7 separate regions of the Mus musculus genome follow, and regions 1, 2, 3, 5, 6 and 7 are each linked to region 4. A link is a contact called in public Hi-C, HiChIP or PLAC-seq and promoter capture Hi-C data. All regions are on one chromosome and are shown on one strand. Each heading gives the region's core, a stretch centred on a gene start, on an enhancer-like site or on the middle of the called end of the contact. The rest is flanking DNA. Distances are from core to core; before and after follow the strand shown.

Evidence for each region. Hi-C and Micro-C count contacts between places; a contact is called where the count stands out from the background. HiChIP or PLAC-seq counts read pairs in DNA pulled down with a chosen protein or histone mark. Capture Hi-C pulls out chosen DNA fragments and counts their contacts.
Region 1: a contact with region 4 is called in a promoter capture Hi-C map of liver. The contact joins the promoter of Tmem234 here to the promoter of Pef1 in region 4. A contact is called at or near these places in 1 of 39 promoter capture datasets (pre-B cells), 1 of 484 Hi-C or Micro-C datasets (pro-B cells), 3 of 115 datasets of contacts at active chromatin or transcription factors (bone marrow-derived macrophages, embryonic stem cells and pancreatic cancer cells) and 1 of 9 other capture datasets (liver).
Region 2: a contact with region 4 is called in an H3K27ac HiChIP or PLAC-seq map of embryonic stem cells, with 2.7 times the contacts expected there. The contact joins the promoter of Nkain1 here to the promoter of Pef1 in region 4. A contact is called at or near these places in 1 of 39 promoter capture datasets (liver), 7 of 115 datasets of contacts at active chromatin or transcription factors (embryonic stem cells, epiblast stem cells, pancreatic cancer cells and 1 more) and 1 of 9 other capture datasets (pancreatic islet).
Region 3: a promoter capture Hi-C map of adipose tissue shows a contact between it and region 4, with 4 times the contacts expected there. The contact joins the promoter of Khdrbs1 here to the promoter of Pef1 in region 4. A contact is called at or near these places in 14 of 39 promoter capture datasets (the 3T3-L1 cell line, the C10 cell line, cranial neural crest and 8 more), 2 of 484 Hi-C or Micro-C datasets (embryonic stem cells and erythroblasts), 26 of 115 datasets of contacts at active chromatin or transcription factors (CD4 single positive thymocytes, the SCID.adh cell line, T-cell acute lymphoblastic leukemia and 17 more) and 3 of 9 other capture datasets (adipose tissue, liver and macrophages).
Region 5: a Hi-C map of pre-B cells shows a contact between it and region 4, with 2.7 times the contacts expected there. The contact joins the promoter of Tmem39b here to the promoter of Pef1 in region 4. A contact is called at or near these places in 23 of 39 promoter capture datasets (the 3T3-L1 cell line, 3T3-L1-derived adipocytes, the C10 cell line and 16 more), 1 of 15 datasets of contacts at CTCF or cohesin (large pre-B cells), 22 of 484 Hi-C or Micro-C datasets (B cells, CD4 T cells, the G1E-ER4 cell line and 16 more), 16 of 115 datasets of contacts at active chromatin or transcription factors (SST interneurons, T-cell acute lymphoblastic leukemia, bone marrow-derived macrophages and 11 more) and 3 of 9 other capture datasets (adipose tissue, embryonic stem cells and liver).
Region 6: a Hi-C map of bone marrow-derived macrophages shows a contact between it and region 4, with 28 read pairs. The contact joins the enhancer-like site here to the promoter of Pef1 in region 4. A contact is called at or near these places in 9 of 39 promoter capture datasets (the 3T3-L1 cell line, the C10 cell line, cranial neural crest and 5 more), 1 of 15 datasets of contacts at CTCF or cohesin (large pre-B cells), 39 of 484 Hi-C or Micro-C datasets (B cells, the C2C12 cell line, CD4 T cells and 28 more), 28 of 115 datasets of contacts at active chromatin or transcription factors (the HPC-7 cell line, the NIH/3T3 cell line, astrocytes and 21 more) and 3 of 9 other capture datasets (adipose tissue, liver and pancreatic islet).
Region 7: an H3K27ac HiChIP or PLAC-seq map of microglia shows a contact between it and region 4, with 4 times the contacts expected there. The contact joins the enhancer-like site here to the promoter of Pef1 in region 4. A contact is called at or near these places in 9 of 39 promoter capture datasets (the 3T3-L1 cell line, the C10 cell line, cranial neural crest and 6 more), 7 of 484 Hi-C or Micro-C datasets (the C2C12 cell line, CD4 T cells, the G1E-ER4 cell line and 3 more), 10 of 115 datasets of contacts at active chromatin or transcription factors (astrocytes, craniofacial prominence, double positive thymocytes and 5 more) and 3 of 9 other capture datasets (adipose tissue, liver and pancreatic islet).

The regions. Positions count from the first base shown.
Region 1 is chr4:129,598,942-129,602,093 of GRCm38.p6, forward strand. Tmem234 (transmembrane protein 234) reads left to right here and starts at 1,739. Exons shown (of 5, transcript NM_029748.3): 1 at 1,739-1,790; 2 at 2,042-2,193. The coding sequence starts at 1,775. It overlaps Eif3i (eukaryotic translation initiation factor 3, subunit I), which reads right to left and starts at 1,707. Exons shown (of 11, transcript NM_018799.2): 1 at 1,653-1,707; 2 at 1,468-1,560; 3 at 14-101. The coding sequence starts at 1,655.
Region 2 is chr4:130,572,670-130,575,743 of GRCm38.p6, forward strand. Nkain1 (Na+/K+ transporting ATPase interacting 1) reads right to left here and starts at 1,367. Exons shown (of 7, transcript NM_025998.4): 1 at 1,160-1,367. The coding sequence starts at 1,213.
Region 3 is chr4:129,740,331-129,743,709 of GRCm38.p6, forward strand. It overlaps Khdrbs1 (KH domain containing, RNA binding, signal transduction associated 1), which reads right to left and starts at 1,973. Exons shown (of 9, transcript NM_011317.4): 1 at 1,449-1,973. The coding sequence starts at 1,830.
Region 4 is chr4:130,105,962-130,108,964 of GRCm38.p6, forward strand. It overlaps Pef1 (penta-EF hand domain containing 1), which reads left to right and starts at 1,595. Exons shown (of 5, transcript NM_026441.4): 1 at 1,595-1,689. The coding sequence starts at 1,666. It overlaps Gm40258 (a long non-coding RNA gene), which reads right to left and starts at 2,157. Exons shown (of 2, transcript XR_868200.3): 1 at 1,640-2,157.
Region 5 is chr4:129,694,955-129,698,209 of GRCm38.p6, forward strand. Tmem39b (transmembrane protein 39b) reads right to left here and starts at 1,891. Exons shown (of 9, transcript NM_199305.2): 1 at 1,761-1,891. The coding sequence starts at 1,764.
Region 6 is chr4:129,787,501-129,790,609 of GRCm38.p6, forward strand. No RefSeq gene overlaps it. Among named protein-coding and RNA genes, the nearest start is that of Ptp4a2, 31 kb to the right of the region's middle. Within about 2 kb of position 1,426, at least 72 of the 459 cell types and tissues checked have an H3K27ac peak or open chromatin away from gene starts, as enhancers often do. A contact at or near this core is called in B cells, the G1E-ER4 cell line, the HPC-7 cell line and 8 more, where this site is marked.
Region 7 is chr4:129,760,410-129,763,558 of GRCm38.p6, forward strand. It overlaps the pseudogene Gm12967. Among named protein-coding and RNA genes, the nearest start is that of Khdrbs1, 20 kb to the left of the region's middle. Within about 2 kb of position 1,397, at least 68 of the 459 cell types and tissues checked have an H3K27ac peak or open chromatin away from gene starts, as enhancers often do. A contact at or near this core is called in double positive thymocytes, effector CD8 T cells and microglia, where this site is marked.

The DNA of each region.
Region 1 (3,152 bases), core at 489-2,988, 510 kb before region 4:
GCCAAAAGGATACAGTCAGCATCCACGCACCACACAGCTCCAGTGTGGCCCATGTAGGTGCCTAGCCTCTCCCCATTGACAGAGTACCACACGTTGACGATCTGGAAAGAGTAAAATGATAGGATGGTCACATCCCAAAATAATCAATAGCTTAGCTTGCACTACAAACCCTCTGCAGGCTCTAGCCAAGCCAGGTTTGCCTTCTGCTCATTTACCAGTGAAGAGCTGATAGGACCGCCCAGCTCCTGGGTTCTCCTCCTTTCCTAACATAAGCTGTAGAAGAGCCAGGCCTCCAATAGCATCCTCATGTGCTTTTGTCTGGAGTCAGAAGAGGTAAAGGCCAACCTGAGTTGCAGTGTGAAAAAAAACCTTTCGGGTCCTGTTCAATTGACTCCGGATGACAGTAAGGATGTATGGGCTCCACTGCTTTGTCACTAGCTCACTGTGTGATCTTAAATACAGAGCTCCCTTCCTTTAAATGGCTAGGAGAGCTGAAGAGAAGGCTCAGAGCTTAAAGAGCACTGGCTGCTCCTCCAGATGACTTGGGTTTGATTCCCAACACCCACATGATGGCTTACAACAATCTGTATCTGCAGTTCCAGGAGATTTGATATCCTCTTCTGGCCTTCACAGGCACCAGGCACTCACATGCTATGTAGACATACAATGCAGCAAAGCACCCATACACATAAAATAAACAAAATCATTACACACACATACATTAAAAAAAAAAAATGACTGGGAGGGGCTGTGTGTGGTAGCACACACTTGTATTCCCAAGACCAGGAGGCTGAGGCAGGAGGATGGAGAGGTGTGCTGGCCACCATGGACAGATACCCCACTCTTGTCAACAGCTTTCTTCAAAGGGCAGCTGTGAAGCTCCAATGAAACCATGTCTATGAAACTTAAAATAAGTGACTTACATGCATCGGGTACAGTGCAAAACGATTTACAGAAATGACCTCACTCTGCTGAGGGAGCTAATTAAAGTCTCCATGTTTTATTAAAAGGGAAAACTGTGGTTTATAGAAAAGGTAAATGTCATGTTCAAAGTCACACTGCTTAGTAGGAGCAGGAGTTAGGGCTCAGATCTCAAGCTCCGACTTAACTCTCCACTGTTAACTATCAGTTTATTGCCTCCAATGCAAATGCCTCAAAAGACAATCCCCAAAGGAAACAAAGTGGGATTGAACAGACCACTTGATTCTGTCCTGTCCTGTCCCTGGGCTCCCTTCCAGTCTCCTGATTCTCTTCTCCCTGGCTAGGTACCCTTCCCTTCCAGATTTCCCTGGCGGAATGCTGTCGCCAACCTACCGCGGTATGGGGTTGGTTTTCCCTACTTATCAGAAAAATTTCCCTCCCGCAGGCAGTAAACCTTGTCCACCCGCAGTCCGGGCGGCGCGAACTCGCCCCCTCCGGGCCCCCCGCCCCGGACCCCCGGCCGCCCGCCCTCACGCAGTCGCTCACAGGGTCTTTGGCCACGGTGAAGAGAAGGTCTCCTTCGCGGTTATACTTGATCTGCGTGATGGACCGCTCATGGCCCTGCAGCAGGATGGGTTTCTGTGGGGACAGAACCGGGGTGTCAGTGCCGGGAACCCCGTCCCATGCCTACTGAGGCCCCCCGACGGCAGCACGCCGCGCCTGGAACTCACCATCCTGGCGGTGACGCGAGGAGAGAGGCAATGTGAGTGGGACCGGAAAAAGACTAGGGACGACTTCCGGATGCGGGGGCTCCGCCCTCTCGCTCCCGGAAGTAGAAGGGCCTGGCGTTTTCATGGCGGCGTCCTGGGGTGGGTAGCCGGGCCCCCCACCTCCGCGGGCTCCGACTCTGGCTCGGGAGCTCTGTTCTCAGTCTCCTGGCATCCCCGAGCCTCAGGAATGCTGAGCCACGCACCCTGGTCTCACTTCGGCCGCCCTCTGGGCGGGTCCTCCCGACCGATCACAGCCCGGCGGGAAGAGGGAGGGAGGGAGATGGAGCCGGGCAGCAGGGTGCAGGAGGCCGGAGGAGGACCCGGGTGACTTTCTGACCCTTTGCTTTCAGGGCAGGTGCTTGCTCTGGTGCTGGTGGCCGCACTGTGGGGTGGCACGCAGCCGCTGCTGAAGCGAGCCTCCTCCGGCCTGGAGCAAGTGCGTGAGCGGACGTGGGCCTGGCAGCTGTTGCAGGAGATAAAGGCTCTCTTCGGGAATACTGAGGTGCGTCTAGCTCTCACGGACGAGCCCCTGAAAATTTCACCATAGGTCGGCCGTATTCCCAGCCCATCTCTTACTCACTAGAAGTTCCTGGAAGAGTCATTTATCCTCTGTGAGTCTGTTTCGTCAAAAAAATGGAAAATTTAATGATAACCCTTGTATAGGGCTGATATAAGAACTCAAGTAAGACACATAAAACACTTAGCATTGGGCCTAGTACAGGGTACATGTTCAATCAATGACTATTTTTGCTTATTGTTTGTTTTTGGAGACAGGGTTTCTCTGTGTATCCCTGGCTACCCTGAACTCACTAGCCTCGAATTCAGAGATCAGCCTGCATCTGACTCCTGAGTGCTGGGATTAAAGGCGCCACCACTGCCAGGCTCCAGGACTACTCTTAAGGTCATCATCACCAAGTTGAGCTTTCTTTCGGCTCAACTTGCCCTGGGGTAGAACATAAGGAAAGCTATCGAGAACTGCCCATGGCTGCCTATGTAAGCTAGCTAGATATGCCCTACTCTGAGGGTTAGGGGGAAGGAGAGAGGTACTATATTTATAGTACTGTGTGAATTCTGTACAGAGAGATGAAGCTGGAGGACATGGAGTGGGCTACTTAGAAGGGGTAACACTGTCACTCAAGGCCTTATACCAGCAGGGACGATGGGAACTGGCCATGACGAGGGAGAGGGCATTTAAGGCAATAGAGTACATTGAATGCGTTTCTCTGTTTGCTCTAAGGGGTCTTCAAACACATGAGCGGTCCCTGAGCATTTGTAACCATGCCAACCCCCGTGGGAAGGTGCAAGCCAGAACAGGGACTCTCGAACTGGGTAACAACTGGCAAGGGGTCTGACACCAGATATCCTGCATATCAGATACTTACGTGACAGTCCATAACTGTAGTAAAATTACAGTTGTGAAGTGGCAATGAAAATAATTTTATGGTTGGGGGGTCCCCACAA
Region 2 (3,074 bases), core at 117-2,616, 470 kb after region 4:
CAAGAGGACGATGCTGTGAACAGCAGGCGCCGCAGGGCCGGTGACTCAAGGAAAGGTGAGAGGACAGAGGCCACCAGCACATCTCACTCAAAGCTTCCCACCACCCTGCGCACCTGTGGGGAGGAGCAGGTGCTGGCCGGAAGGCAGATCCAGACCACGGGACCCATAGGAATGAGGCCCCAGGCTCCTCCACAGACCCGATGCTATCAGCAGTTCCTACACAACAGTGTCTTGAGTAGAAGCATAACACAGTTCCAAGGGAGGCAGGAGACCCCCGTCTCTTCTCTATCACCCTCCCAATACATAGGCAAGGACCTCAGCTACTCTTAGCCTCCGGATTCACTCTGTTGCCCTCCAGTTAAAGACCTCATTTTCCCCCAAACTGGGGCCAGCACAGAGCCCCGAGATGCTCTGATTCTTCCCAAGACACTCAAGTGTCCTCATCCAATGGGACCAGGGAACTCTTTACCTGACCCCACCTCACCCGCTGCTGATAGAACAGATGGCTCATGGGACGCTGGAGGACTCGGTGGTCAGACTAAAGAGAACCACAGAGTGAGTCCGGTGCCTGCCAGGTTAGGCTGGCCCGTGATACATCAATTCCTGATCACCCCCCTCAAGGAGGTAGTTCTCCATCCCTGGCCACCCAGTCAGGAGGGTGCTGGGAGGCAGGAAAGCAGCACAAAGGACGGCCGAGGGTTCTCAAAGAGTCTCAGGTCCCACCACCCAAACAAGAAGCAGAAATGGCCAGAGATCTAAAAACATTCCAGAGACATAATACAGGAGCAGAAAGAGACTTTGTGAGAAACGCTCACAGGGGCGGAGCCCAGAGGGATGAGGTACCCACGGAATCAGCGATCTGGAGGGGAACATTCGGGCAGGGACCTCTCCGAGTACACAGACCAGCCTCGGACACACCCCCAGCCCCAAGGGAGCCACAGTCCTGGGGCGCAGCCCCCCAGCGGGAGCCCACGCACCCATTGCGAACCGACGCGTGCAACCCGGGAGCGTTGGACCGTGCGCGCGAGCGCGGGGCTGAGGCGAGGAGCGCACACAAAGGGACAAGCCGGCCCGCGCGGGGCAGACTCCGCCCGGCCACCCCGCACCCCGGGTGGCGCCCACGCACCGCCGCCGCCCCACCCCGCTCCGCGCGGCTCACCAGCTGCAGGCAGCAGAAGGCGACCAGCGTGCAGCGGCCGCTGCACTTGCCCATGGCTCCTCCTCGCGCCGCGCGGGGCCGCGTCGTCTCGATGGCGCCCCGGGGCGGTGGGGCCGGCGACTAGGGCCGGGTCTCCAGAGCCGCGGCCGGCCGGCCGCACCCCAAGTGCATGGTGCGCCCGGTCCGCGCGGGCTCCGCCGCGCCTCCTTTGTCTGCGGCCGGCCGTCGGCACACCTCCCGCCCGCGGCGCCGGCCAGCGCGCAGCGGCCCCCGCAGGCACCGAGCGCGGCGCGGTGCAGCACTGCCCAGCTGGGGCAGCCGCCCGGGCGCTCGGCAGCCGCCGCTTCCCGGCCCACCACGTGGCTCGGCCGCCACCCCGGAGGGAGGCGAGGGAGGGGCGGAAGAGCGAGGGGGCGGGGGAGGGGAGGGGCGTGGAGCGAAGTGGAAGAGTGCGGGTCCTGCGCGCTGGCAGCTCTGGGTCGCGTCCAGACTGCTGTTCCTTAGCCGTGTCACCTTGGGCAGATCACATTACCTCTCTGGACCACCCCCGCCCAGGGGCCTCAGGGGCAAAGTAGGAAAAAAGTCTCTTGGATGCAGTCCTGTAAACCCAACAGTAGCCCTTAGCTTGGCCAGCTGAGGGAGTTGGAGCCACCCTACCCTGGAGTTCCAACTTTGCCCTTTATTTTCATTTGAGTTTTCAGCCCAGCTCGCCAGCCCTCCTGGTTTCCCGGCCACATTTTCTTCTTTCTGTCTTTCCTTCAGAACCTGGTATATCTTGGGTTTATGAAAGCCAGAGTGCGCTTGAAGCGGTCTTCCGTTCTCTTGACTCTTCATAGCTCAGGGACCGGAATAGTCCGGTCCCCAGTTTGGCTTCTCAGAGATCCTCCTGCTTCAGCCTCCCAAATTCCAGATAAACGCGTTTTAAAACACGCAAGACAAGTGGATAGAAAAGCCCTGGATTTGATCCTAGTACTCTCAACAGTGACAAAACAAAAGGCCCCCCAGGTATTCCCAGAATCAACCATCGCACACTAAACACACACACAAGCACATGCACACACGCACACACCACCAAAAAGCAACTGGGATAACAGTGGGGACTCTTCTCAGCCACTGTTAGGGAATGGCAGCTGTGTCCAGCCAGTTTCCATGATTAGCTAGGCTTCCTGGAGTCTGTCCCAGACTCTATACCCAGAGCATAACTTTACGTGGGGACTGGGACCCAGCTTTTATCAAAGTCTCCAAAGAGTCCTGTTTCCCACAAAGGAAGCGCCAGCCCGGTCCCCACTGGATCCCCTGGAGGCTTCGGGTGAGCCCATGTCAGTTCTCTCTTCCATGCTGACAGTGTGCTCAGAAGCCCTCACCGACCCAAGCACTGGACACATGATGCCTCTCTCCTTACAGTGACTGGGTTCTGCTAGGCTCTGACCAGCTCTGCCAGGCTCTTGAATGTCCCAAATGCCACAGACCCAAGGCCTGGCCACCTCACTCCAAGTCTGAGCTACCCTCTGTCCAAGGTCATTTATTTCAATCCTGCCCTACTAAATCCCAGGCTTCCACGCCCTCTGGCCCCTCTCTGCTTTTAGGTTTGTTCTTTATTTATTTATGTTGTATGTCTGTGTTTAGGTTGACACATGCTAGAGCACCCTGTGGCTCTCAGAGGACCATGAGTAGGAGTTAGCTTCCTCTATGTGGGTCCCAGTGATCAAACTCAGGTCTTCAAACTCAGTAGCAAGTGTCTTCACAAAAAGCCATCTCTGAGTCCCAAGGTTGTTCTGCTCTGAGATCCTTATGTGCAGTGCAGTGGACGCTGTTTCATCTTTAGTGTTTTAGTTGAGGCCTCACTCCTTGACCCTTGGTCACCCAGGGAAATCCCCTCTCTGGCTCATTCCAGCCTTCGATACCTCCATGATAG
Region 3 (3,379 bases), core at 723-3,222, 370 kb before region 4:
GGGGGGAGAATTCTGAAGCTCTCAGGCAGTCTTTGATGAAATAACCTTTATTCCTTGTGGCTAGGGTCTAATATACATTTTGGGGTGGGGTGGGATCTAAAAGCAGATGCTTTCTATTGGCTTGGTCGGAGAAGTTAGGGATGCTACATCTGCATGTGGAGGGAGGGCCTTCAGGTGTTGGGGGGGGGGTTTAACACCCCGTGTGACTGACTCATGGGGTGTCTTGGTCAAGTGTTCCAGGTTCAGAGTAGGGTTTCTGAATCCGCTCAACCTTCCCAGTTTTTGTCTGGTGACAAGGTTCCATCAGCCCCTCAACAGTCCAACTATTCAACCAGTAGGACAGACTGTGGGTATTAGATGCTTAATAAAAATTAGATATCAGCCGGGCAGTGGTGGCGCACGCCTTTAATCCCAGCACTCGGGAGGCAGAGGCAGGCGAATTTCTGAGTTCGAGGCCAGCCTGGTCTACAAAGTGAGTTCCAAGACAGCCAGGGCTATACAGAAACCCTGTATCGAAAAACCAAAATCAAAAAAAAAAAAAAATTCGATATCATAAAAAATACTAAAACCATGTCTAACAACAGGCGGCGGTTTGAATAAGGAAAAATATCTAAGTCGCTCAAGTCCGGAGAAGAGAGCTCCATAGTCTACAATCAGAGAACAAAGACTACCATTCTTAAACTATCTCTACTCCAGCAAAAACTAAAACAAAAAGACCAATTTCTCGTTCATCTCACGCAAAAGAACCTGCCTGCCGCCCCTTACCTCCCTCTATCATTTCTTTCTACGGTCTCCTGGGCTATCACAACCCCCCCCCCACACACACACACACTTTTGCATAACTTCAGAAACACATTTCAAAATAAAACAGAGAAACCATCCGGGTCTGCAGCAATTCTTACTCGACAGGCCGAAATGGAAAGCTTGGCTTGAGAAAACCTCAAGCTCACGGATTCTCTCGTCGCCCCGACCTCTAATGAACTTAAACCCGAGTTCCCGCTAAATCCCGCCCCGCTCCGTAGATGCGCTGTGCGGGACCGGCATTCCGGCTATCTCTACCTTACACCCCAGGTCTCCATCACCCGCGATTCCCCCCCCCAAATGTTTCCTCTTTGGGAAAGCGGGGAGAAATAGGTTCATTTCTGTTAAGAGCCGGCCCTTGGCGCGCGGGGCAACTACTACGGGAGGAGAAGGGGGCGGGAGCACGGTACTATCCATCAAGCTCTCCGCGCTCTGAGATCGCGAGTCCTCTTCGGGCCTCGTCCGTGGCTCAGAAATCTTCCCTTACACCCTGAGCCCGGGTGGGACTGTGGGTGCAGAATCTCGAAGGCCAGGTCGAGATGACAACTCTCGATGCCCGGGCTCCGAGGGGGTGGGAGCAAGAACAAAGCGGCGGCCACCCACAGTCAGGACCGGGAGACCCAGAGGACCCGCCAAGAACCGCTTACCTACGGACAGCAGCTGCATGGCGTGAGTGAAGGACGGGTCGAGCGAGTCCTTCTCGGCCATGAGTTCAGGCAGGTACTTATTCTCCGGCTCCATCTTGACCGCGGCTGTGGCTGACGGGGGCAGCAGCGGGGTCGGCGCGGAACCCACCACCGTCGCGTCGGGACCAGGGGTGGAGGGAGGCAGCAGCGGCGGCGGCTGGGTGGCGGGCGAGGCCCGAGCGCCTCCTCTGGGCCCACCTCCCCCTCCCCGGGGCCGGTGAGGAAGCGGCGACGGCCGAGACGGGGTCAGACGCACCGAGGGGTGGGCACCTGACGGGTCCTTGGAGCAGCTGCGGCCCGAGGACCGGGTGAGGCGCGAGGCAGGATCGTCCCGGCGCTGCATCGGGGATGATGGGTGGCGAGCGAACGAGCGAGGAAGCGACGCGGCGGCAGCTGAGGCCCGAGCGGCGGTTGGCGGGGGTGGAAGAACAGGAGCGACAGCGACCGAAGCCGACCCGAGCGACCCAGCGAGAGAGCACCGGAAATGAGGCGGCGCGCGTGCGCAGGCGCCTACCGGCACCGCCCTTGAGTTTCTCCGCGGAGAACAAAGTCCCCAGTTGGACCACGGCGCCTGCGCCGACTGAAGACGTCGCCTCCCCGCTTGGGCTCCGAGCTTAGGGCGCCTGCGCGGGCGCCCGCCGCCTTCCTTCATTTCTTTTTCTTTTCCACGTGACCCGGCGCTAGCGGTACACGTGTCTCCCCTCCCCCTCCCCCGGGCGGAGTGCGCGGAGGGGGCGGGCGCCGTGGAATGTCTTTGTCTGCGCTCGGGCCCGCGGAGTGTGCGGCAGGAGACCTGTTATTCGTGCGCCACGCCTCCTTCAACGGCCGAGCCTGGGGAGGTCCCCGAGGGAGCGGTGCCCCGGAGTGGAATCGGGGGCCGCCCCTCCAACCGGGAAATGAAAAGAACGCTTCTGGAGAGAGGGGGACGCGAGGGTTAGAGCCAAGTGAAGCCGGAAGAGAGGGAAAGACTGCGCGAGCGAACGGGATGGGAAGATGGGGATGCGGGCGGGCGTGGTGGGAGGGAGGAGGCTGACCCAGAGATAAGTGATGAGTGTGCGAAAGGGAAGCCAGGAATGGGGAATGCTGTGTGTTGCAGAACTGAAACTCAGAAGGAGTCGAAGGGGTCAGTCAGAGACGCAAAGACCGGAAGAAAAGGGCTCCCTCCATACCCAAGTAGGGCATCCAGGAAGTCAGTCGGCAAGATTTCCATTAGAGCAGGTTCAAAACTAGTGAGAGAATTATTAAAAGATGCATTTGGGGTCGGGTCAACTGGTAATGCTGCTTATCACCTGTTTTTGGAGTCCCCGGCTTGTTGGCTTGTTCCCCACCCACTCATCCCCGGTAAATTCCAAATTTTCTCTCTCTCTCTCCTTCCAACCCCGCCTACTCAGAAAGCCTCAGAACACAAAAAGGCGCCAAAAAATCCAGTCCTGAATTCCTGACTGTACTAATCCTCATCTTTAGTCACCAGCCACCCAAGCCCCACCCTAGATGACCATACCTGGGCACAAGCCCAGCTTGTGGTAGACTTGTCATTTTCTTCGCCTACAATCTATCAAAAAAGTACCAGCCATACTCTGCCCCCGACCTCTGAGGCTGGTGGACTCACCCGGGAACCCATTTCCAAATAGATATGCCTTTTTAAAAAAAATTATTCTTGAATTAGCTTATTTCGTTGGGGGTGGAGGGGACTATTATCAACCTGAGTTCTAGCCCCAGGCCCAAAATAGGAGAGAACCAGCTCTCCCAAGTTTTCTGACCTCTACTTGCACATAGAGGCCTTCATGTCCAGCCATACTAAGGGGATGAGGTGGTTATGCATCCTAGCGCTGAGGAGGAAAAGCCACAGAATTACCTCATGTTTGAGACAAGTCTGGCCTACATACACAGCA
Region 4 (3,003 bases), core at 345-2,844:
AGACTACAGAGGGGTCCTGGAGCAGAGGGGTGGTTGGAACATGGAGCAAAACCAGATGATTGATTATATATACATACATATATATATTTTATTTTCTGAGACAGGAAGGATGAGTTTTGTGGAAATGATCAGAGAATTCTTACGCTGGGCTAGACTGCGACACAGTGGCAGTACTGGAGGGACTGAGAGGAGTGGCTAATGAGCTGGGAGCCATGGGGGGAGGTGTTAAAGAGAGGGTGGGACAGGAGGAGTAGATGTGAGAGGCCATTGGTCTTTATGAATGAGTGTTGTAACCCTGAGTGTGAGAGGCTGTGACTAGTTCATTTTTAAGTTAGCATTTTCCTAAGTTGTATTCCAGAAAACTGTGACTCAGAGAGGTTAAATGACTTCTTCAAGATCACACAGCTAGAAACTGTTTAAAAAAGAAAACGAACAACAGGATCTGCTCACTAACGCCAGTGCTGAGGGGGAAGCTGAGCAAAGAAATAAGCCAGCGGGGCGCTGGTGGGTAAGGCTGGGCCAGATCACGAAGGAACTGGATCACCAGACTTGTCTTCCTCTGCAGGTAAGGATGAGGACCGTGCTTTGCAGACTGTCCTATGGCCAGTACCACGATCAGCAGTGGGACTGTGGAAAGTGCCTGGCTAGATTGAAAGCTCAGGACTTTTTATTTAAAAAGTATAGTGTTGGCACTGTAGATACTGGGGATACAATTATAAGCAAATCAAACACAATTCTTGTCCACATGAGAGTTTTTGTTGTTGCTGCTGCTGCTGTTGTTGTTTGAGACAGAGCCTCATTATGCAGCCATGGCTAGACTGGAACTGTCTATGTATGTATGCTTGCTTCTGCCTGCTGAGACTAAAGGCATGTGCCACCAGGCCCGGCCACGTGGGAATGTAACTAATCAAATAAACATGCAACCAAGTTTAGAACCTAAACCCCAAGAGCCAAGTACAGGAAAGTTGGTAACTTAGGAACTGTGATTTGACCTACAGAGGGAATAAAACCTCCTTGTTGAGACCTAGTCATCTACTGACACTAGTTCTAGGCCGTACTTTGCTGAGGAACTCACTGTGAGTTTAGGTAACTAAGTCATTGCCTTTCTGAGCCTCAGTTTCCCCATACATAAAGATAGGAGCACCGTGACATCTTAATTTTCCTTCTCTTCTGGCGGTCTGACCTTTCTCCACTGTCCACGGGTCTGTTTAGTACCCACGTTCTAAATGGCACCTGCATTCCAGGAAAGGCTTAAGTTCTCAGTAGCCATGGCAACCGCCTGGGCGTTAGAAGTAAAGTGATCACGACAGTGACGTAACTAATATGCGTCAGGTTATAATATGGCCTTGCCAGGTTATAATATGGCCACCACAGAAACAACTGACCAAGTCTCCCCATTAGATAACTACAGCTGGCCAGGCCCGAGGTCCGCTGCAGGTCACGAAAAATAAAAACAAACGAGCCACTACGGTCAACAACACTTCCGGACACTCCTACCCAGCCCTCTGTAAGGTACCAGCTCACCGCCTGTGACTTCCGTTTGTTGACCGGAAGATTGACAGCCTGTCCGTCCAATCACAATCGGACCCGCCCCAAAATCCAACCAGGAGCGGCATTGGGAGCAGGAAACTCCGCCTACCACAGTTGTGTGACGTCATAACCGCCATGGCCAGCTATCCAAACGGACAGGTGAGTTGTAGTGGCCCCTGCGTCAATATTTGGGCTTGTCTATAGATCCGGTACCACTCTCCATCCTCGGCTCTTTCTCCCCACTTGATCCGCAGCCTTTTCACGCAGAGGTTTACTTCAACAAGACTCTGTGTGAGCGAGAAACAGGAGGGCCAGTCCGTCGCGCTCGTTTTACGTCACATAGGACCACTCGAGGGGTTGTTTATATTGCGCAAAACTGGCTTTGGGGGTTTTGCTGTGAATTGATCCGGGCTGAACCGGACCAGGGTGCTTAACTCAGGTCTCCGTGGGGCGGAGTCCTCTGTGCTCTCGAGGCGTTTAGAGCTCTTTTTCCCTTGGAGTCTTTCTGGGCGTAACTTGATAAAAACAAGTTGCCCGACTCTCTCAGCACCGTCCTGCGACCGAATAATCTCGGGACAATCAGTGGTAGGAGGTACCAGAAGTGAGATTACACCCCTCACGGTTGTCCAGCGTCCTTTCACACGTAGGAAAAGTGAAACCCAGAGAAGATATGGAGTTTATCTAAGTTACCAAGTAGTTAGGCAGCAGAGCCAAGGTCAGAACTTGGGTTGTCTGCAACTGCTTCTTCCTTCCTTTCTAGCCTGCCTTGAACCAGCCGGGAACATCATTTCAGTGTGATTTATTTTGTGGCCAGAATTAGGTGACATAGAGGTGCCAAATGCAGTTTTGAGTTAAAAGTGGAGCCAGATCTTTGCCGCATTAGTTTTAAGTCTTTTTTTTTTTTTTTTTTTTTTCCTGATCCAGTTTCCTCTCATAAAATGGACCAAGTAGTAAGAGTCCACCCCTCACAGAGTTATTAGGAAGAACGATGTGATTCCTGTAGGCATATGCTATGCTATACGGTAAAGTGTAACATCACTTTGTAGGAGTTTTCAAAGCAGGCCCCTCACTTCGAAATAATTTGGACAAAATAATCGTCCTGATCACAGAGTAGTTTAAGAGATTAGTCTCATGTATGGAAAGTGGAATGCAAAGTCAAATGGGTTATTACCAAGCTTTGATTGGCCATAGTCACAGACTAAAAGATATTTAAAGGCCTATGTGGTTTATATAGCATTTCTTACATTTACTTTGTGTGTGTGTTGGGGGTGGGGAGAGGGCGGCTACACATGTGCACATGCACAGGAATTATTTTTTTCTCTATCATGTGGGTCTTGGGGATCAACCTTCTTGGGCCTTTCAGCAAGCCCCTTTACCCACTGAGTCATCTTGCTGGCTCCCACACAGCAGTTGGGCCCCCATTGTGCCCATATGAAGACCCTGTAAGCATGCAGGGCTTATTATTTTGACTTA
Region 5 (3,255 bases), core at 641-3,140, 410 kb before region 4:
CATCTCTCCAGCCTCCCAACCCTTCTTTTTCATTTTTTGGTTTTTTTGAGACAGGGTTTCTCTGTGTAGCCCTGGCTCTCCTGGAACTCACTCTGTAGTCTTGGCTGGCCTTGAACTCAGAGATCTGCTTGCCTCTGGATGCCAAGTGCTGAGGCTAAAGATGTGAGCCACCACTGCCCAGTCAATGTCTTTTCCTTTGTGCTCTTTGCTTACCAAGGTTCTTTCTGAATTCAGAGCTCACTATTTCACTAACTGATTGGCCTCAGGGTTCCAGCTTTGCCTCCCCGGTACTGGGACTGATTACAGGTGGGTTATTGCACCTGCCAGGCTTCTACCTTTTTTTCCCACAATTCACTCTCTGAGATTATCTTTTGTTTTGTTTTGTTTTGTTTTGTTTTGTTTTAAGATAGGGATTCTCTGTGTAACCCTGGCTGTCCTGGAACTCACTCTGTAGACCAGGCTGGCCTCGAACTCAGAAATCTGCCTGCCTCTGCCTCCTGAGTGCTGGGATTAAAGAAGTGCGCCACCACGCCAGGCGTGAATTCACATTTTAAGCGACTAAGTAGCACAGAATAGCCTCAAACTCACAACCCACCTGCCTCAGTCTCCCAAATGCTAGGATGACAGGATGACAGGCATGTGCTACCAGACTGTTATTTTTACTGCCAGTTCCCTTAATCCGGTTCACTGGACCAGTTTGGTAAGATTTTCAGAGCCTGAGTCCTGAGCTGCTCAGCGCTGGTATTTGCTGGATTTTATCTGGATCTGAGTCTCCAGACGCTACAATCTGGTCAGGTTTGAGACAAGTTTTCCCTCCAGGGCCCTGAGATCTAACTCAATGACCCACGGCCTGGCCTTAACGTCAGAATGGCCTTAGAAAGAGCGCTGTGGTTGGGAATCTCAAACTTAAGATTTTACAAAACTATATTCCCTAAGCTTAGTAGTCTAGCCTAAGATCCTAGGCAGCATCCTGCACTTAGCTCCCAAACCCTTAATCGAAGTTATAACTTCCTCAACTTCCTCACAGCAACACAGTAGCCTCCATTCATACACACGGTGCCCAAGCTTTCCTATCTCTGAAGGTTTTCTGACAGCTCTTCACAATATGCATGTCCAGAAAGCTGACTTCAAGCCCCAAACCGGAAGCTTTGTTCACACGCTGTTATATTTGGTTTGGTTTAGAACCCCCCCCCCCAACACACACCCTCAGCCCAGGAACTCTGCCCACACCCACTATCTTTTAGAAGCTCGGCACCCACATAAAGCCCCTAGCCCAGAAACCCCGCCCACACACAACTGTCAACCCCAAGACCCCGCCCACAAGCCGGGCAATGCTCTCTAGGACTGGAAGCTTGAATCGGAATGGACTCCCTTGGTGGGCTAGGTGTCCCTGCGGCCCCACCGCTCTCAGTGTAAACCCCTATAGTCCAGAAAATTCTCTCCCCCACCGGCAATCACAAAAGGCGAACCCTAAGCTCTCAGCCCCTCCCACCAGAGTGCCCGGCCCCCATCTGCAGACAGGAGAATTGTGTGCCCCAAAGAAAGCCTGAGCCCCTCCGAGCCCCTCTCCCTTTTGGAAGCTCCGCCTACCAAGCGGTGACCCGCCCCCTCAGGACCGGAGGGGCGGGGTCCCGCCTGCGCCGCGTCCCTTCCCCTCCCCCTCCCCCTGCCCGCGACTCCGGTCCGCGTGGGGAGGCAGTTCGCAGCCAGGCTCCCCGCTATCCCGCGACCCCCGAACGAGCCCAGCCAGCTCTGCTCACCCATCTCCTTCCCCCGGCGCTCTCCGCTCACCGCCGCAGCTCCTGCGGGCAATATGTCGGAGGCGACGGCGGCCGAGAGAGGACTAACCGCCGCAGCCCGGGCCGGGTATCAGCCGCACGCTCCCTCCGGCTGCTCAATTTGCATGCTAGGCGGGCTGGGAGTCGGGAGCGCGCTTCTTAAAGGGGCCGTTTGGACAAAAGCTGTGCTAACGCTCTTTGTCTTGCCTTTCCCCACGCCTTTCCCGCAGCTGCTGCTCAAGAGATTCTGGAGCGGGCGAACCCACCTCCCGTGTTTCTTCACCCTGTTCTGACTTAGAGGAGGACACCAGAGCGGCCTTTTGCCTCTAGTGAAGTCCTGTTTTTGTACAACACAGTCACCTCATACTCAGCGAGTCCCAAACTGGGCTTTCAGAACTCTTAGGCTTTAGTGTGCTTTGGCCCACCCCAGTCAAAATCTACGAGTCACTTCCCCTTTCCTCCAAAACTCTATATCCAATTTTTGGCCTCATCTTGATGACCCTAAACTCTATCCATTTCTCATGTTTGATTCTCATGTTCTCCACTGTTGATTTCACTGCCACCACCTTAGCTAAGAACCTGTGCCTGCCATTTTCAAATTTCGAAATAGTGTTAATGGGTATTAATAATAACCGCCTATTAGGGTTCTTAACATTTTAGAATTTGGTGTGCCGGAGAGAGGGAGGGATGCGCAGAGCAGTGGACTTGGGAAGACAACTGGTAGTAGTACTGGTTCTTCTACCATGTAGCCTAACACGTAGGCTATCGGGCTTGGCTACAAGAACCTTTACTTGCTGAGATATCTCGCCAGCCCTTTGATTTTGGTTTTTAAGACAGAGCCTCTGGTAGCCTGGGCTGTCCTTGAATTTGCTATGGATTAGAGGATGTCCTTGAATTTCTGATCCTGCTTCATAGTGTCGGAATTATTACTCTCACTATGACAGATTTATTCAGGGATGGAAATCAAACCTAATGCAAGCACAAATTATCTTGTAGGCATGGAAGATTAAATGAGACAATCCATGTAGTACCTGTTTTAATCAGTGTTAGCCATCATGTTTGGCAAACACTTAACAGAGGAAGCAAGTAGCTACTGTTATTGTTAGTGTAATTTCTTCCCTTGCAAGACTAATAAGCAGTCTATGGGGGTGAGGGTAGGAGATTAAAATTAGGGCCTCATACAGGCTAGGCAAGTGTTCTATCATTCAGTTATATTCTCAGCCTCATAAGCAATCTTTATATTATTGTTAAGTTTTTTTTTAATTTTATGTGAGTACACTGTAGCTGTAAAGATGGTTGTGAGCCTTCAAGTGGTTGTTGGGAATTGAATTTTTAGGACCTGTGCTCGCACCAGTCAACCCCCCTCACTGGGGCCCAAAGATTTATTATTATATATAAGTACACTGTAGCTGACTTCAGACACACCAGGAGAGGGCGTCAGATCTCATTACAGGTGGTTGTGAGCCACATGTGGTTG
Region 6 (3,109 bases), core at 176-2,675, 320 kb before region 4:
CAGCACTTGGGAGGCAGAGGCAGGCGGATTTCTGAGTTCGAGGACAGCCTGGTCTACAGAGTGAGTTCCAGGACAGCCAGGGCTACATAGAAAAAAAAATGTGTATGGGTGATTTGCTGCCTGCATGTATGTATGTGCAGCACATGTGTGCCTGGTCCCTGCTAAGGCCAATAGAGGGCATCATATACAATTGTGAGCTTCTATGTTGGTGCTAGAAATTAAACCTGGGTCTTCTGCAAGAACAGCTAATGCTCTTAACCACTGAGTACGAGTCCCATGTTCATACATGTATGTATGTATGTATGCATGCCACATATGTGTCTGGTGCCCACAGAGGCCAGAAGAAGGCATCAGATCCCCTAAATCTAGAGTTATGAAGAGTTGTGAGCTGTCATGTGGGTGCTGGGAACTGAACCAAGGTCCCTTGCAAGAGCAACAACTGTTCTTAACCACTGAATTGTCTCTTTAGACCACACCCAGCATGATACTTAAAAAATTAAATACTGTATTTTTTCTCCTCCATATCTTTTGTTTGTTTGTTTGTTTCATTTTTATTTTTTCAGGCAAGGTCTCATTGGCCTTGATCTCATTGTGTAGCTAAGGACAGTCTGGTCTTGAACTCCCACTTCTACCTTTCTAAGGTGGGATGTACAGGAGGGTGCCACTGCACCAATCATCCTCCCTATCTCTGTGACATTTTACGATACAGACAAAGCAAGGGACAGTGTTGAACATTTAAATCACCTGCAGTTTTTCCTTCCTACCAACACTAATGCAGTGACTGTCCTTAGGCCTGTGTATTTTCTCTAGTCTGATGAGATCATTAGAATGGAGCTCTAGAACTTTCCTTTGTTCCTTGCCGCTTTTGAAAACCTGATACCAATGAGTTGAAAAGGTAATAAGAGGGAAAAGTGTGTCCCTTTAGGCTTCTTTTTCTTGTAATTGCTGGGCCCTACCAGAGAACTGGTTCTAGCCTTGGGCCTCGCCTTTCTGCACTGGCCACATGGCTCCTCTGCCCTCGGAGCTCCCATCCACCCTTACCTCTCTGAGTCTTTGATCGGTGCTGTTATCATCTTACAGAGGAGGGATCCATCACTGTGAATCCAGGTGTTTGGACCGGGGTCCAAAGCTTGTAATTGGATGTTTGGGTGTCTGGATCACTGAGCCCAGTTTCATGAGCAGAGAGAGAGCTCAGCAGTAAACCTTGTTGTGACTGTGTGTAGCCTAAAGTCTTCTCCTGGCCGCCCAAAACAAAAACACAAACAGCAGTCGGCTATTTTAAGTTTAAGGAGGACTGGTCTGGAGGTGATTTATGAGCAAAAAGAAGTCTCCTGGAGCCTGAGAGGAGAAGTAATTAGTCTCGTGAGGAATGTGGAAGCTGCGTGTCTCGCCCTTTCTGTTTCTTTCACTCTGGGAAACCGTGACCCCCCCGGGCTCTCACTCTGCAGGTTCCTCTTTACTGTCCTTCAGCAGACCAGCTTCTCTGCAGTGCTGAGAACATGCCCTTCTCCCACTCTGGAACTTCATAACCCTTTTGCTTAAACCTGCAGCCTACCTAGATCTCTAACCTTCAACTCCAGTCCCCGAAGGGAGAGTCTGGTTGGATACCTTTGAACCCTGTCTGCTTTTTTGGGGAAGGGGGCTGGGTGGCACCTATGTAACTGTTCATCTGCTCTCTGGGTAGAGGATCATTGTGGGCTCGCAGGGAGACTGTTACAGGGTGCAGGTAGACATCCACTATGACTCTGTCTAGAGAACCTTAATATTACCCAGGAATCTTTTGGCTCTAAGTGACAGAAATTGGGTTCAAGTTGAGAAAGAAAGCTAAAAACAAAACAAAAACAAACAAAGGGAATTGATTTTTTTAAATAAAAGATTTATTTATTTATTTATTTATTTATTATATGTAAGTACACTGTAGCTGTCTTCAGACACACCAGAAGAGGGTGTCTGACCTCATTACGGATGGTTGTGAGCCACCGTGTGGTTGCTGGGATTTGAACTCAGGACCTTTGGAAGAGCAGTCAGTGCTCTTAAATGCTGAGCCATCTCTCTAGCTTGAATTGATGGTTTTTACTAGAAAAGCCAAGGGCTTAGTGTTGGGCATAGCCAGTTGCACTTTCTCAAAGACACTGTCAGGAACAGACCTTTTTTTTGTATGTGTGCTTCATGCCTAGTGAGACTCTTCTCTGTCTTATAGTCTCTTTACTTAGCTTCCTCAATGGAAAAGTCATGTGCTCTTTCCAGTAGTTTCAGTTCTGGTTGTATTTGATCGAGCCTTCAGTTCCTGTGACAAATAGACAGCTGTCTCTGATTGGCTAGCCTTAGGTCATGTGACAGGCTCAGTGTTGAGGAGGGGGTGTGGTGGTTTGAATTAGAATTCACAGGCTCATCTATTTGAACACCTGGTCCCCAGTTGGTGGAACTGCTTGGGAAGGATTAGGAGGTTGGTCTTGGAGGAGGTGCATCGCTGGGGGTGGGCTTTGATGTTCCAAGTGTGCTCTCTGCCTCCTGCTTGTGGCTCAGTGACCTCTCAGCTGTTCCTGCTACCTTTACTCCATCGTCAGGGACTCTACTGCTCTGAAACCACAAGTCCAGTTAACTAAGTGTTTGTCTTTTATAAGCACCATTGGTCATAGTGTTTTGTCATAGCACACAATACCGAGGGATAGATTTTCTTTCTTCAAAAGAAAAATAGGATGGCAGTGGGTTAAGAGCACACTGACTGCTCTTCCAGAGGACCCGGGTTCAATTCCCAGCACCCACACGGTAGCTCACAACTGTCTGACTGGCCTTTGCAGGCACTGACTGGGCAGGGCTGTGAGAAGCCATTTTATTCAATGTTTGTTTATCAAGGGTTCTTTGTGTGCCTGGAAGATATAGGAGTGAATCACACAGGCAAGCTTCTTCTTCTTCCCAGAAAGCTGAAATTCTGAGTACTGGACCAACAATCCATGGCTCTCCAGTCTGTGCTATGCACAAAACATCTTCCAGCTTCATTCCCACCCCACCTCACACAAAGAGAGAAAATGGGGCCTTTTCCTCAAGAAATGTACAATTGCTTGTAAGCCCTGGGAGGCACAAGGCCATGAGTTTGATCTTCAGCACT
Region 7 (3,149 bases), core at 147-2,646, 350 kb before region 4:
TCTGAGGTACCCATCCCTGGACCCCGCACAAGGTGTTGATCCTGTTCTACTATCTGACTGGACAACTAGATGATGCACAAGCCAAGGGAGGAAGAGGCTGAAGCCTCCCATAGATCACCAGCCTCTCAACGAGCCTGATTGATCATCATGGCGTTTCCTTTTCTTGAGGCCAGGACAGCCAGTCAGCCATGTACAAAGTCAGTTCACTTCCTGGTATACAGCAGATAAGGCAGGGCTTTGGTCTTGACACCTGTCCTGACCAGGTGCTTGCATATGGGCACACAGCTGTGGAGGAGGGACACTGTCAAACTCAGAAGACCCGGTCCAGATTTACCATGCCCTTTTCCAGTACCACAGGAAGCCACTGAAACTGAGTATGGTGGCTTTGACCATGCTGTGGGTACCAGCAGCCCCCAGCATCCTTTGAGTACCAGCCAGAGTGAATTTGAACCAGCAGAACTGTCATCTACACTACAGTCTACACTCACTCTAGGCAGGATTTCCCTGAGGTGCTCTGTGGAGTCACACAGGTTTTACAACAAGCTTAACTAGAGTCTGGTACTCATTTCTGAGACACTACATGGTTGGTTTTGAGCAGGATCTCACTGTGTAACTAACTATGTAGACCAGGCTAGCCTGGGACTCATAAAAGATCTGCCTATCTCTGCCTCTCTTGTGCTGGGTTTAAAGGTACATACCACCACAGCTGGCTGGCTTTTGTGGATTTTTTACAATGAATATTTGAATATTGTGATGTGGTAACTGTGAAAATCACTTTGTTTTTCTCTGTCTTATCCTTTATCTACTTTCTGACTTGAGGATAATACTTTAACATTTATGTGACCAATTTGATGATTTAAAACCCAAGACTGAGCTATAACCCCCTAAAATTATATAGATTTATTACATAGATTATTACATAGATTACAGCTAGATTTATTACATAGATTATAGCTCATACTGTAAAACTTGGTATGCTTTTTTTGAATCCTGTGATTTCTTTATACAACATTTTCAATATCCTATGAAATATACTTGTAATTCATAAAAGTTCAAGTCAACCTTAATGAGCTGATTAATTCTGAAACTATTGAATTACTATGCTAAAGCTCAAATCAAGCAATTAAAACTCTTTTCTTTGCTGGACATGGTAGCCCATGCTTTTATTTTTTATTTTTTTTGAAAGCAGAACATTTATTTTATGACTGATTGAAATCCTTAAGATGAACTGGATGCTGCAAGAGCTGCCCTCTTGGCTTTCGGTGTTGTCCCCTCACGGAGTCCATGTCTGAATCTGCGGTAGACAATCTTTAGGTGCCTCATCCGACCAGGCCCGGTAGTGTTTCGTCTCTTAGCCTTGCCACTCCAGTTATACTTCCTCTTGCGCTTGGCAGGGTAACCACATTTGCCACAAGTCGACTTCTGAAGGTGGTAGGCCTTGGAGCCGCAGGCACAGTGTGTGTGTCTTGTTGTGACGCTTACCAAAGGATAACATTCCCTTTGTCATCTTGCTTCTACCGGCGAGGCCAAAGAGATTGGAAGAGCTAGCCCATGCTTTTAATTCCAGCACTCAGGAGCCAAAGCTGGTGAATGTCTGAGTTCTTTCTAGTCTAGCCTGGTCTACAGTGAGAGTTCTAGGACAGCCACGGGCTACACAGAGAAACCTTGTCTTGAAAAACCAAACCAAACCAAAACAAAAAAACAAAAAACAAAAAAACAAAACAAAACAAAAAACCCCAAAAGATTCCTTCCTTAAAGTTTATCAAACCTTTGTTTAAGGGGGTTGGGGGGGAAAAAAAAGAAGAGAAAACCTAAAGAAAATATAAAAGCTAAGCATGGTGGCAAAGGCCTGTAATTCCAGGGGCAGAAACAAACAGAGGGATCTGAAGTTCAAGGTTGGCCGGGCAATGGTGGCGCATGCCTTTAATCCCAGCACTCGGGAGGCAGAGGCAGGTGGATTTCTGAGTTCGAGGCCAGCCTGGTCTACAGAGTGAGTTCCAGGACAGCCAGGGCTATACAGAGAAACCCTGTCTCTTAAAACCAAAAGAAAAGAAAGAAAGAGAGAGAGAGAGAGAGAGAGAGAGAGAGAAAGGAAGGAAGGAAGGAAGGAAGGAAGGAAGGAAGGAAGGAAGGAAGGAAGGAAGGAAGGAAGGAAGGAAGGAAGGAAGGAAGGAAGGAAATAAAAGAAAGATGGTTCAGTGGTAAAGAGCACTCACTGCTCTTTTGGAGGACTCAGGTTCTATTCCCAGCACCCATAGGACAGTTCCTAATCATCTGTAACTCCAAGGGGCTCTGGCTCCCCCTTCTGGTCTTTTCAGGCTCTGTATGCATATAATTCACTTATATCATTTCTTTGTAGAACATTTTCTTTCTTTTTAAAAAATTTTTTTTAAAAGATTTATTTATTTTATTTATATGAGTACACTGTAGCTGTCTTCAGACACACCAGAAGAGGGCATCAGATCCGATTACAGATGGCTGTGAGCCACCATGTGGTTGCTGGGAATTGAACTCAGGTCCTCTGGGAGAGCAGTCAGTGCTCTTAACCACTGAGCCATCTCTCCAGCCCTCTTTTTAAAATTTTTTATTGTTTGTTTGTTTTTGAGACATGGTTTCTTTTTTTTTTTTTTTTTTTTTTTTTTGGTTTTTCAAGACAGGGTTTCTCTGTGCAGCCCTGGCTGTCCTGGAACTCACTTTGTAGACCAGGCTGGCCTCGAACTCAGAAATCCACCTGCCTCTGCCTCCCAAGTGCTGGGATTAAAGGCGTGCACCACCACTGCTTGGCCGGCCTGCCTTTCTTTCTTTCTTTCTTTCTTTCTTTCTTTCTTTCTTTCTTTCTTTCTTTCTTTCTTTCTTTCTTTCTTTCTTTCCTTCCTTCCTTCCTTCCTTCCTTCCTTCCTTCCTTCCTTCCTTTAGATTTATTTATTTATTATATGTAATTACACTGTAGCTGTCTTCAGACACCCCAGAAAAGAGCATCAGATCTAATTAGGGATGGCTGTAAGCTACCATGTTGTTGCTGGGATTTGAACTCAGGACCTCTGGAAGAGCAGTCAGTACCATCTCTCCAGCCCTAGAACATTTTCAATATCCTATTAAATAATACAATTCATAAAACCTCAAGTCAATCTTAATGAACAGATTAATTC